Linked DNA regions of Rattus norvegicus: regions 1 and 3 are each linked to region 2. Evidence: chromatin contacts called from public Hi-C data. All regions are on one chromosome and are shown on one strand. The core of a region is the stretch at or near the end of the contact, and the rest is flanking DNA. Distances in the headings are between cores, read along the strand shown. Region 1 holds the start of Polr3e (RNA polymerase III subunit E). Region 2 holds the start of Mosmo (modulator of smoothened). Region 3 overlaps Sdr42e2 (short chain dehydrogenase/reductase family 42E, member 2).

Evidence for each region. Hi-C and Micro-C count contacts between places; a contact is called where the count stands out from the background.
Region 1: a contact with region 2 is called in a Hi-C map of the A7r5 cell line, with 4 times the contacts expected there. The contact joins the promoter of Polr3e here to the promoter of Mosmo in region 2. A contact is called at or near these places in 7 of 12 Hi-C or Micro-C datasets (the A7r5 cell line, Schwann cells, frontal cortex and 3 more).
Region 3: a contact with region 2 is called in a Hi-C map of the A7r5 cell line, with 5 times the contacts expected there. The contact joins the enhancer-like site here to the promoter of Mosmo in region 2. A contact is called at or near these places in 12 of 12 Hi-C or Micro-C datasets (the A7r5 cell line, the Rat2 cell line, Schwann cells and 7 more) and 1 of 1 datasets of contacts at active chromatin or transcription factors (oligodendrocytes).

The regions. Positions count from the first base shown.
Region 1 is chr1:184,895,658-184,899,147 of GRCr8, reverse strand. Polr3e (RNA polymerase III subunit E) reads right to left here and starts at 1,733. Exons shown (of 21, transcript NM_001108503.1): 1 at 1,607-1,733. It overlaps Trnal-aag1 (transfer RNA leucine (anticodon AAG) 1), which reads right to left and starts at 1,999; the gene lies at 1,918-1,999.
Region 2 is chr1:184,647,241-184,650,387 of GRCr8, reverse strand. Mosmo (modulator of smoothened) reads right to left here and starts at 1,403. Exons shown (of 3, transcript NM_001401762.1): 1 at 1,276-1,403. The coding sequence starts at 1,381.
Region 3 is chr1:184,811,874-184,815,288 of GRCr8, reverse strand. Sdr42e2 (short chain dehydrogenase/reductase family 42E, member 2) reads right to left here. Exons shown (of 12, transcript XM_039101193.2): 12 at 1,225-2,198. The coding sequence ends at 1,944. Among named protein-coding and RNA genes, the nearest start is that of Trnal-uag1, 4.0 kb to the left of the region's middle. Within about 2 kb of position 2,163, at least 46 of the 93 cell types and tissues checked have an H3K27ac peak or open chromatin away from gene starts, as enhancers often do. A contact at or near this core is called in the A7r5 cell line, Schwann cells and liver, where this site is marked.

The DNA of each region.
Region 1 (3,490 bases), core at 484-2,983, 250 kb before region 2:
ATCGCTACCTTGCTCCCAACCCTTCAACTGTCCCATAAAACAAATCCTTCCAGGAGCCCCTAAGCTCTTACATGATCCTGTCCCTGTCTTCACATAAGCATCTCCCCATGGCCTGGTGATCAATTACCGACTTCTAACAGGCCAAGTCCCAAGCATCCTTGAGGACCTCTGCACAACCCCAGGTCATTTTCAGGATGCAGTGGTAACAACTGCCACTCCCTCCAGGATTAGAGACGTTCCCTGACAGACCAACTGGAACAGCCGCTTCCAGCCCCTTCCATTACAAGCATAGTTCCTTACTCCTGACTGGTCCTAACCTGGAACTTCCTGATCTGCTTGCTGGTCAGGTGTTGGCTGTCCTCTGCGCTAGACTTTAAACTCCACGAAGGCTTCTCTACACTTTATATTCCTGGACCATTAAGTGGAGATAATAATTATACTTTGTTGTTATGGGACCATTACTTTTAAAATTAAAAAAAAAATCACAGTTCTTTCTCGCAAATGTTAATGATAACAGGTACCAATATAGTACCAAATATTTAATCTTCTCATTAGCTGTGCAAATCAAAATTTATAGTGCCCAGCTTAGAATTGATTTACCCAAGGTCACAGCCCCAAGAAAACGGGTAATCAAGAAATCCAAATCTAGCTGATGTCAAAGAGCCTTGATTTTATTCTTAACCAATATGCTGCACACATCTTTGGTAAAAGGCCGTATGGTATAGTGGTTAAGAGGTTGGACTCCCATGCGAAACTTTACAGGTTCAAATCCCACCTCTACAACATAGCAGCTGATTAATGTCATGGATTGTGTAACCCCGGATCTTTCCTATTTTCATCCTAAACCAGCAATAAACCACACACCGGCTTCAAAGGGATAAGTAGAACCTATAAGAAGGGCTGTTGCTACGTGGCAACATGTTTTCTTCCAATGTAAGACCGAGCAAGATAGCCACAAATGAAAGAAGCAGCACAGGAATCATATTATCCCCATTTTACAGATAAATGTAAGATCTTATCGTTTCGCTCCCAAACCCAGTAACTCTAAGAACAGGATTCCAGGATAACCTGCAATGTGCACCACTATCCCCAGTTACTGGAGGGTCCCCGGGTCCGCGCAGTCGCCACTCTGTTTAAACACAGATCAATGAATGAGGCGTCCCGGGCCCGCTAGGGCTGAGTTAACCCAGTTCAGCTAAGGCAACGACCCCCGCCCATGCAGGCAGCCCCGCGATCCAATGGCTTTCTCCTTGTCGCCGGTGCTCAGGCGCCCTTCCCACTCCTCCAAAAGCCGCCACGCCACCGGGCACTAGTGCCCTCGCAGGTGCGGTTCGTGAGCCAGGCCCGGGCGAGGCAGCGCGGCCGAGGCCTGAGTCAGCGCGGGCCGTACCGCCGTCACCTCCCCACCGTCCAGCCGTGCGGAGCGACCCAGGCCCAGGGCGGCCTGGAAAGTTGGGTGGCCGCCCTGCGCCCTGCCCCGGGAGGCCGCGGCCCCTCGGCACGCAGCGGCGCGGGCCTCTCTGGCCTAGTCAGCAGCGCGGCCAGGAGCCCAGAGCGAGTGCGACGGCTGGGGCCAGAATCCCGAGGCTGCTGAGTCGGGTCTCACCTCTCCGCCGGGGCCGCACGCGGGCGGCGGAACGGCCCAGGGACCCGTGGGCTGCAGAGACGGCGGCGGCCGGGTCTTCTATCAGGGAGCGGCCATGTTGCTGCTGGAGAAACTCCGGCGGACACGTGGGGGGAGCGGGGCCGGCCCTCGCGCTTCCTCTTACCCACAATGCCCCGCCCCGGCGAGCGCGGGACCGCCCCTTCGCGAGCCACTCGTGGTGCAGAGAGCACACATTGACGGCAGGGGTCGCCGCTGTGGCTGCAGAAGAAACTCAGAGCGCAGGAGGCAGAGACAAAACAAAAAAACTACCCTGGCAGCGGTGGGATTCGAACCCACGCCCCCGAAGAGACTGGAGCCTTAATCCAGCGCCTTAGACCGCTCGGCCACGCTACCCAGCTGTTAAAGCTGTTTCCTAAGAAGCTACTTACTGGATTGACACGTATATTTTCCTTAAATTCTTGAAGTTGTGTTTGTTTTATCTCCTGCTGATAGAAATTGTCATAAACAATATTATTATAATGCCACTTATTAAAATAAAAGTATCTAGATGCAAGCTTGTTCCAAATAAGTTTTAAAGAAAAAAAAGTTTAATTGCGTTCTGAGGCAGATGGTTAAGGTGTCAAGTTAAGCCACTCTGTCACTCACATAGCCCTAATTAGACGTCTGGTTCTGGAAGTAACTTTCACCGAACTCTGAAAGCTGAACTGTGACCCCAGGTCTGCACATTTCTATCTGAAAAATTACGTGTTTAAAATTGTCATATTGTGAATGGGTTGGGATATAAATATTAACGCAGAAACGTATAGAGATATACAGCTGGTTGGTTTTTCACCATATTTGGGGGGATTTTTGTTGTTATTGTTGTTGTTTTTGCTTTTGTTTTTAACCAGACTTCATTTTTAAGTATCTATTCATTTCAATGTACCCATACAGACTTTTACGTTTATCTTATTTATTTGTTTGGAAGTGGGGGAGGGGCGGGGAGCAGGCAGGACATGCTGTGGAGGTCAGAGGACAAGTTGCCTGAGTATGTTCTTTCTTTCTACCATGTGGGGGCAGTTAGGTTGTCAGGTTTGAGGCAAGTATGTTTACCTACTGAGCTATTTCACCAGCCCTAGATATTTTAAAAGACTGAAAAAGACACAGTGGAAAAAAAATAGTCACCCGTATTTCCACCACCTAGAATTAAACTTATTGCTGCATACATTTGAACACACACACACACATTTGTTGAGTTAAGGCTCACAATGCCCCAGGCTGGCTTTGAACTATGTGTGTAGCTAAAGGTGAGTTTGAACTTCTGATCCTCCTGCCTGCACTTCCCAAGTACTGGGAACTCCACGTTGGCCTGGAACTCAGTGAGATCCCACTATCTCTGCCTCCCAAATGCTGGCATTAAAGGTGTGTGTCACCGAAATCTTCAGGTTATTAATTCCTACTGAGTCAATTTTGCTATTCTGGAGTTTGGGACAAAGCAAGGCCGTTCTCTTCGTTTTTCACATTTATTGCTATGAAAATCTGAACTCTCCCTCACATCCACTGTGCCTTTTTTATTGTCTGGCGTGAGTCTCTCTCTTCAGTTTGCACCTCTTCCCTTCCCAGGGGTAACTCAGCTCAGCACACTAACCCAGCCAGGTACTCGGTACTCAGCCCTACTCACTGGGGTAATCCTGCAACAACTCCACTCAGCTCTCTAGTCATGCCCCTACCAAGTCACACATGTCATGTGGAACTGGCGCAATCCTGAAGTTTGAGCATTTCATACATTTCTTCCCCTAAATCCTCTTTAGTCTCCTGAGGTTGAATGTTTGCTCCGTCCTTCCACCCTCAGTAGCTGCACAGGATTTTGTGGATCTGGGAGAGTTTGTTGCTTTTAAAGCAGCC
Region 2 (3,147 bases), core at 154-2,653:
TCAAAGATTTTAACTCTAAATCTGACTGCGCCCGTATTTATTCTCCTGCTTTCTCTCCAATGGCCTTCGAAACATCAGGTCTGGAATACTGCTCTCTTATATAATGTATAGTAGCAGTTCCCTTCTCCAGGCTACCTTGCTCGTGGACATTCTGTCCACTACTTACAGGCACTCCACTGAAAATCTTTTCTCAAGAAGGATCTCTTTACTCGACAGTGGGAACCTTTTGCTCCTAAGTACGTGATACTTAGAAAGTCTCACAAAGGGGTCATTACAAATGTAGTCAGAGTGAAAACAGCAGTGGTAATGAACTGAATGTCACACATAGAGTCAAATACATTGTCTGGAGTCAGCAGCACTTTCAAAAACAGCCCACAGGTATTACCAAATTCCACACGATCCCCAGACTCTCTTTTTTTATGTGTTACAATTAACAGCTCTGCTAAAATTCTACAGTCAAGACAAGTAGAATTCTTTAGTGTTATGTTAATAACCAGTAAATCTGGCAGCATGACTTTGTGTTACTAGGTCTAGATTAGAGAGGAGAGGAAGAAGAAAGCAACAAATGTCCCAGCTAGAATTTTCTTTTTTAAAAGAGCTAAAAATATTGTTGGATAAATTGAGAACCCTATACGACTCGTAAGAAGTTTGACAGCACAGCGATACATTTTATAACAAATCATTTGAAGGGTTCCCACTCCTCATTCCCTTCACTTTCACTGAACAAGCATTTCAAGACCGATCCTTAATTCTGAGCGGTTCTCCTGACAGCTGCGTACATTAATTAAAGGTTTGGTCTCACAGGTCTAGGTGAGAGAGAAAGGGAGAAGCACGAGAGGGTTGGAGCTGAGAATCCTGCCAGCTCATTCACCTGGGATACCCTTCCGAAAGATGCCCGCCTCTTTCTTGAGGACACCCCACTCACACACACCCGCCCCCAGCGCCAATGTTCCAGCAGGCACTGCCAGTGGGGCTGCCTGCGACTCTCTGTGTTATTTAATTTTCTAACTACTATTAAGATATCTCCAGCGCGCGCGTGTGTGCGTGAGATGCGCTGGAATGAAAGATGCTCCATAAAATGAAGTTTATTATTAGTATTATTACAGCCCCCCCGGGCCTAAAATAAAGCAAAGACTAACCACATACACTTCAAAGGGGAAAGGGGGAGCCACAGTGAAACAGCCTCCGCCGGCCCCCACCCCGGCGCCGACCTTTAACCCTCGGGACCGCCGACCCGGGGGGCGGCAGCCCTCCCGGCCCGCGCACGCCGCTCACCCGCCGACTCCCCGGTGTTGATCCAGTCCGGGTTGGCGATGCTGGCGATGGCGAAGATATCGGCGGCCAGAAAGAGACATCCTGAGATGATGGTCAGTTTATCCATCGCCCCGCCCCGCTCCCCCCACCCCCCACCGCAGGGCAGGCCGCGGCCTCACTCCTCGCGCCCCATGGGCCGCCGGGCCCCGGGGTCCCCGCGCCGCCGCCCTCGGCCCTCGGCCCGCGCCGCGCGCTCGCGCCCTCCGCGCCGGGACCCGCAGCCGCCGCCCGCCCCGGAACTGCTCGGCCCGCCCGCCCCTCACCCGGAAGCGAAACCACGCGCCGGCCGGCGGCGCCCAGGACTGCCCTGCAGAGCCTTCCCGAGGGGGCGTCGGCTCAGCCCGGCACTGGGGGCTGCAACAGTGGTTCGGATCGGAGACCACTGAGATCTTAAACATTTGTCCTGTCAGGATGAGGTGCAGACTATTCCAGAGACAAGGAAACAGCCACTGGGGAGAAAGTGGAAAGATGTCAGGTTCAGGGACCTGCAAAATGGCCCGTGTGACTAGAGAGTGTATGAGAAAAGGTAGGCAGAGGCCAGAGGTGGCATTCAGGGTGGACACGCGCCTGTAAATCCCAGCAGTGGGGAAGCGGAAGCTGGAGAGCCACCGGTTCTAAGACAGCCTAGGCTAAATAGTGAGATCCTGTCTTTAAATTCACCAAATGTGTGTTTGGATTTTGCTCCAGATGCAATGGGAAAGAACGAAAGGGTTTTCGACAAGGATAGTGGCATGACCCTATTTGATTTGTAAGGATCTACGGTATAAATAGATTGTATATTGTATATGGGGGAGGGGGAGCGAATGTAGGGACGCCAGAAATGGTCCCGCAGTCTAAGACAGAATTGTGGCTTTTAACTAGGGTAGTCGAGAAAGAGAAAAGTGAGCAGATGTGTGTGTTTTGCAGACGGAAGGAAGGACTTGGTGATAACAGAAAGGGATGAAGAACCTGAAATGCTTGTTAGTTTGCACCTACCGGGTGTTTGGTGATTTACAGAGTGAAGGTGTGGGGAGAGCCTTGGATTGGATGCATACACAGGAAACAATAATATGAATTGTTACAAAAACAGAGGAGGTGTCTATGATTTTGCTATCCCCTGGAGATTTCCCTCTACCGTGGCTCTCTGCTAAATCTCCATTAGCCCCAACTTTATATCCATCTCTTTCTTAGCATTCTACAGAGCAAATGGAGATGACTTTTCTCCTTAAGGACCACCTAAGCTATCTCTAGAAAGACCTGGAAGAGTGACATTTGTCTCTATTTTGGGGACGCCTACATGTCCACAAAACTCGGCAGGTTTCAAATTCCACCAAATCCAGCATCCTTGCAGTAAGTGTAGCTGCGTCAGGGGCACCACATAGATTGGGGAGAATGGATTAGATTGCTGGTCTAAAGGCTTTTCAGCCCAAACATTGGTCTCTTGGGGCAAGTATTTTTTAAAGTACATATTTAATTACATAATTTATTTTTCCTCTGCAGTAGACAGGGAGTAGGGTAACTCGTATCTCCTGGGGATCCAGATAGAATGCCTATCAGTTTACTGTAGTAGCTCTTCCCTTTCTTGTTTTAAGGACTGGGGAAGTTTGTAGGAGTCTTAGTTTTGGCTTCTTATCTGCTGTTTTGATTGTCTAGAATAAAAGAAGCTGTAACTAAACAGAGAGGATTCCTGACTACCCATTGATGCTTGTAACTGATCAAGGCCAAATGTTGGAACAATGTGGCTGCTTTAACTCCAGCTCTGTGGAACCGTGCTGTTTTAATTCTTGCGTTAAAAAAAAAAAAAGCAAATATAAATTCTTTCTTTTACCCTAGCAGTACTTACCAGAATATCCT
Region 3 (3,415 bases), core at 914-3,413, 160 kb before region 2:
TGCTAGATTTAAAGGCATGAGCCACCACTACCCCAGCTTGCCCAAGCATTTTGTCATAGGAACAGGAAAAGTATAATGGCCAAGCTCAGACAGCCTGAGATTTGTAGGTCTGGGAGAAAGAGGGAGACCCAGAGTTCAACCCCAAACCCTGAAACAGTTAGGCTGCAATGGGCATAAACCATGAATTACATTTTCCACTGGGCCTTGGGAAGGTCTTTCAAATGATTTCAGCTACAAAGCAGTAGCCCTCACCCCTGATATTTCAAGTTAGTGATAGCCTTAGATTCCTTACCTTTAAATTGACGGTAACAACCCCTACTGTAAGAGTAGCTCTAGTAATGAGATAAGGCCATACAAATGCAAGTTCCTGCTGGCGTTGGGCACTCTAAACAGATAGAAATGATTACTATTGATCTTTAAAACAAAAACAAAGTAGACACTGGAGAGATGGCTCAGTGGTCAAGAGCACTGACTGCTCTTCCAGAGGTGCTGAGTTCAATTCCCAGCAATCACATGGTGGCTCACAATCATCTGGGATTCAATGCCCTCCTCTGGTGTGTCTGAAGACAGATACAGTGTACTCACACATAAAATAAATCAGTAAGTCTTTTTAAATGAAGACACACAGTTTTCCTTATTTGCCAGGCAGGGACACGGGCTATGAGGAACACCACCTATGAAGGTTGACTAGTACCTTCTCTTTCCTCCACTGCAGCCAGTGGTTACTTTACTCTCTGCTAGGGTCTACGGTGTTTATTCAGTTAATGCCACATGTGCACCAGATGATGGAGATCTGTGGATCTGCTTACACACTGTTATTTTGAGATCCATACCATGATGGCAGGGAGGTGCGGGCTCTGTAGAGGGCAGGTCTGTGGGCTTAAACTCTTAAAGATGATGGCGAGGACCACTACTCATCAAGAGATACAAATGACACTGAAATACGGAGGCTGGGGAAATGGCTCAGTGGGTAAAGTGCTTGCCACACAAGGATGGGGACCCGAATTCCATTTCCAGCACCTACATAAAATGCCGGGTGAGGTTACATATGCTTGCAATCCCAGCTCTGGGAAGCCAGAGACAGGTGGATCCCTAAGACTTCTTGCCTAGCCGACCCATTCCAAATTCCAAACTCTAAACCAGTCTGGAAAAATAAAGTAAGACAGCTCCAAGAACGACATCCTCTGATAGCACATACAAGCACGCACAAACTACATCATAAAATATGATCAGCCAAATTCTTATTTCGGCTGTTATATTGGTACTTTTTATGAGACATTCCATTTCTTTTACAAACTTTCTTCCCCCATTGCCTCCTTTAGTACTGAGACCGTTTACTGTGCTGAGTCATTTCCACTCCATTAACTGGGAACCAAAAGCTATCAAGTTGGGCTTGGCTATCCTTCCCCAGCTAGTCAACACAAAGGTCGGTGGTCAGCATCAGGATAAACTCAAAGAAGCCATGGCAGGGAGGAGGTCCCAGAAGGAGGCAGAAAACAGGTTCAATTCCAAAGACTCCACCAACCAGAACTCAAGCATTTAGACCAACCGCGAAGGCGGGGCCAAGGTTTGTCCTTACAGAAGCGACCTCGCTGGGGTTTCTGTGTACAGATGGAGGCAGAAAGGAAGGATCGGGAAGAGTAGGAAAGAGAGGGCTAGACTGGGTAGGACTGGAAATAGCTGGGAAGGAGAAGTAAGATAAGAGGCTGGGACTTCATCAACCGCCTCGCCTAACCTCACAGAAGAGAACCACACTGAATCAGGGAGCGAAAAGCAGGGAAAGTCGGCCCAAACTCCAGAAAGACAAGCTTAGAGAGAGGAGCAGGGGCATGGCCAGGAATCGGGGTGTGGCCAAAAAGCAGGGGCGGGCCTAAACCGGGAGGTCAAAGCCAGGAAGAAGCGCAGAGAGCCTACGTGGGCTTGATCCGGCTTTGGGGTCCGGATCAGAGCCTCTCCACCACCGCCTGCAAAGGCTGCAGCCCTAGAAAGTACAGGGCTAGGCCGAGCAAGCCGAGCAGGAGCAGCAGCAGGAGCAGCAGCCGCAGGAGCGTCAGCACGGTGCAACAGCAGGGCTGCGGGGTCGTGGCCTGCACATATCGCTCCACTGCGTCTGCGAAGCTGAACTTGTCCGGCGCGTAGCCAAGCTGAGCGCGGGCCTTGGCAATCTGGAAGGTGTGCGTCACGGTCATGCTGAGCACCTATGGGAGAGGCGGAGCAGCAGAGGGCTGGGTTAGTGGGAAAGCATCCTGTGCCTTGTTGATGGAAAGGGGAAGGGCAGTCTGCCTTTCGGTCACACGGGTTTAAAGACTAGTTGCGTCTGATTCCTGCGATGCCTTCCTGAGGAGGGAGGGGAGGCTTCCTTTCTGAGATCTTTTTCTTGGAGGGCGCCGCCTCCTCGATTCCCTTTCTGTATCTCACCCTCAGGCTCTGCTAAATTTTCACCCTGTTTCATTCCTCTTCTCTACTTCTCTTCCTAGCTTAGCCTCGTTCTGGACCCCTGGGGGCCCTTAAATGCATTCTTGAATGCCAAGACAGGCTGAAGGCTTCCTGCCTGTAGTGGAATGCGGTTCTCCAGAAAAACATCCCCAAAGAAGGATGTTGGCTTCCTGTTGCCAGCTCAAGGCCAATGGTGGACAGGACCTCCAGAACAGCCTCCCTATGCTCTCAGCTGGTTAACTAAGTGACCCTAAGAGAGGAATTCAATTACGAACAAGTGATTCCTCCTCTTTAAGTCTGAGCTGCATTTCCCCTGCTGCCAGTTGGCCTGAGGCCCACTTTCTTCCAGGGCAATAAATGACAACTATCGATGGTAGAACTCCCAATGAGCACGGGTGTGGGCCGTTATACTCTTTTGTCCTCTGCGATGGCACTATTTCCTCTTAGCATAATTGGACATTGAATTTCAGAGGTTAAGTGACTTGCCTACGGTCACATAGGAGATCCACTTTAGAAAGTGGCCATATTCTTGGTCGTGTTGGGGTCTGGTGATGCTCTCCCACCTGGCTTGTTATTCTCTAGCTGGACTTTGGCTTCATGATTCTCCCATGGGGGCCAAGCCCTGGTCTGGGGACCCCAGAGAGGGAAATAGACTAATCCTTGCCTGTTTTGCCCCTGATAGTGAGTTCAGGGCTTGGAGGTATGCAGGTTAGTAAATATCCTAAAGCCAGCCAAGCAGGGAGACATAGCTGTGAGCTAGGCAAGCACAGAGTGGGTCCTAGCACAGTGTTCTCAGAGGTCAGGTTTAACCGTGACCTCAGGGCGTAGGTGCCTCTCCTGCTTGCTGGAAAATTCTTCCTCACATCTCTGGGTAATGCTTATCACCACGTTGAGTTGCCTGGTTTCTAGAACATTTTCCTCTTTGGACTGTGAACTTCCTGGGTGTAAGGATCAAGTCTTTCTTACCTCCAGTGCTCAG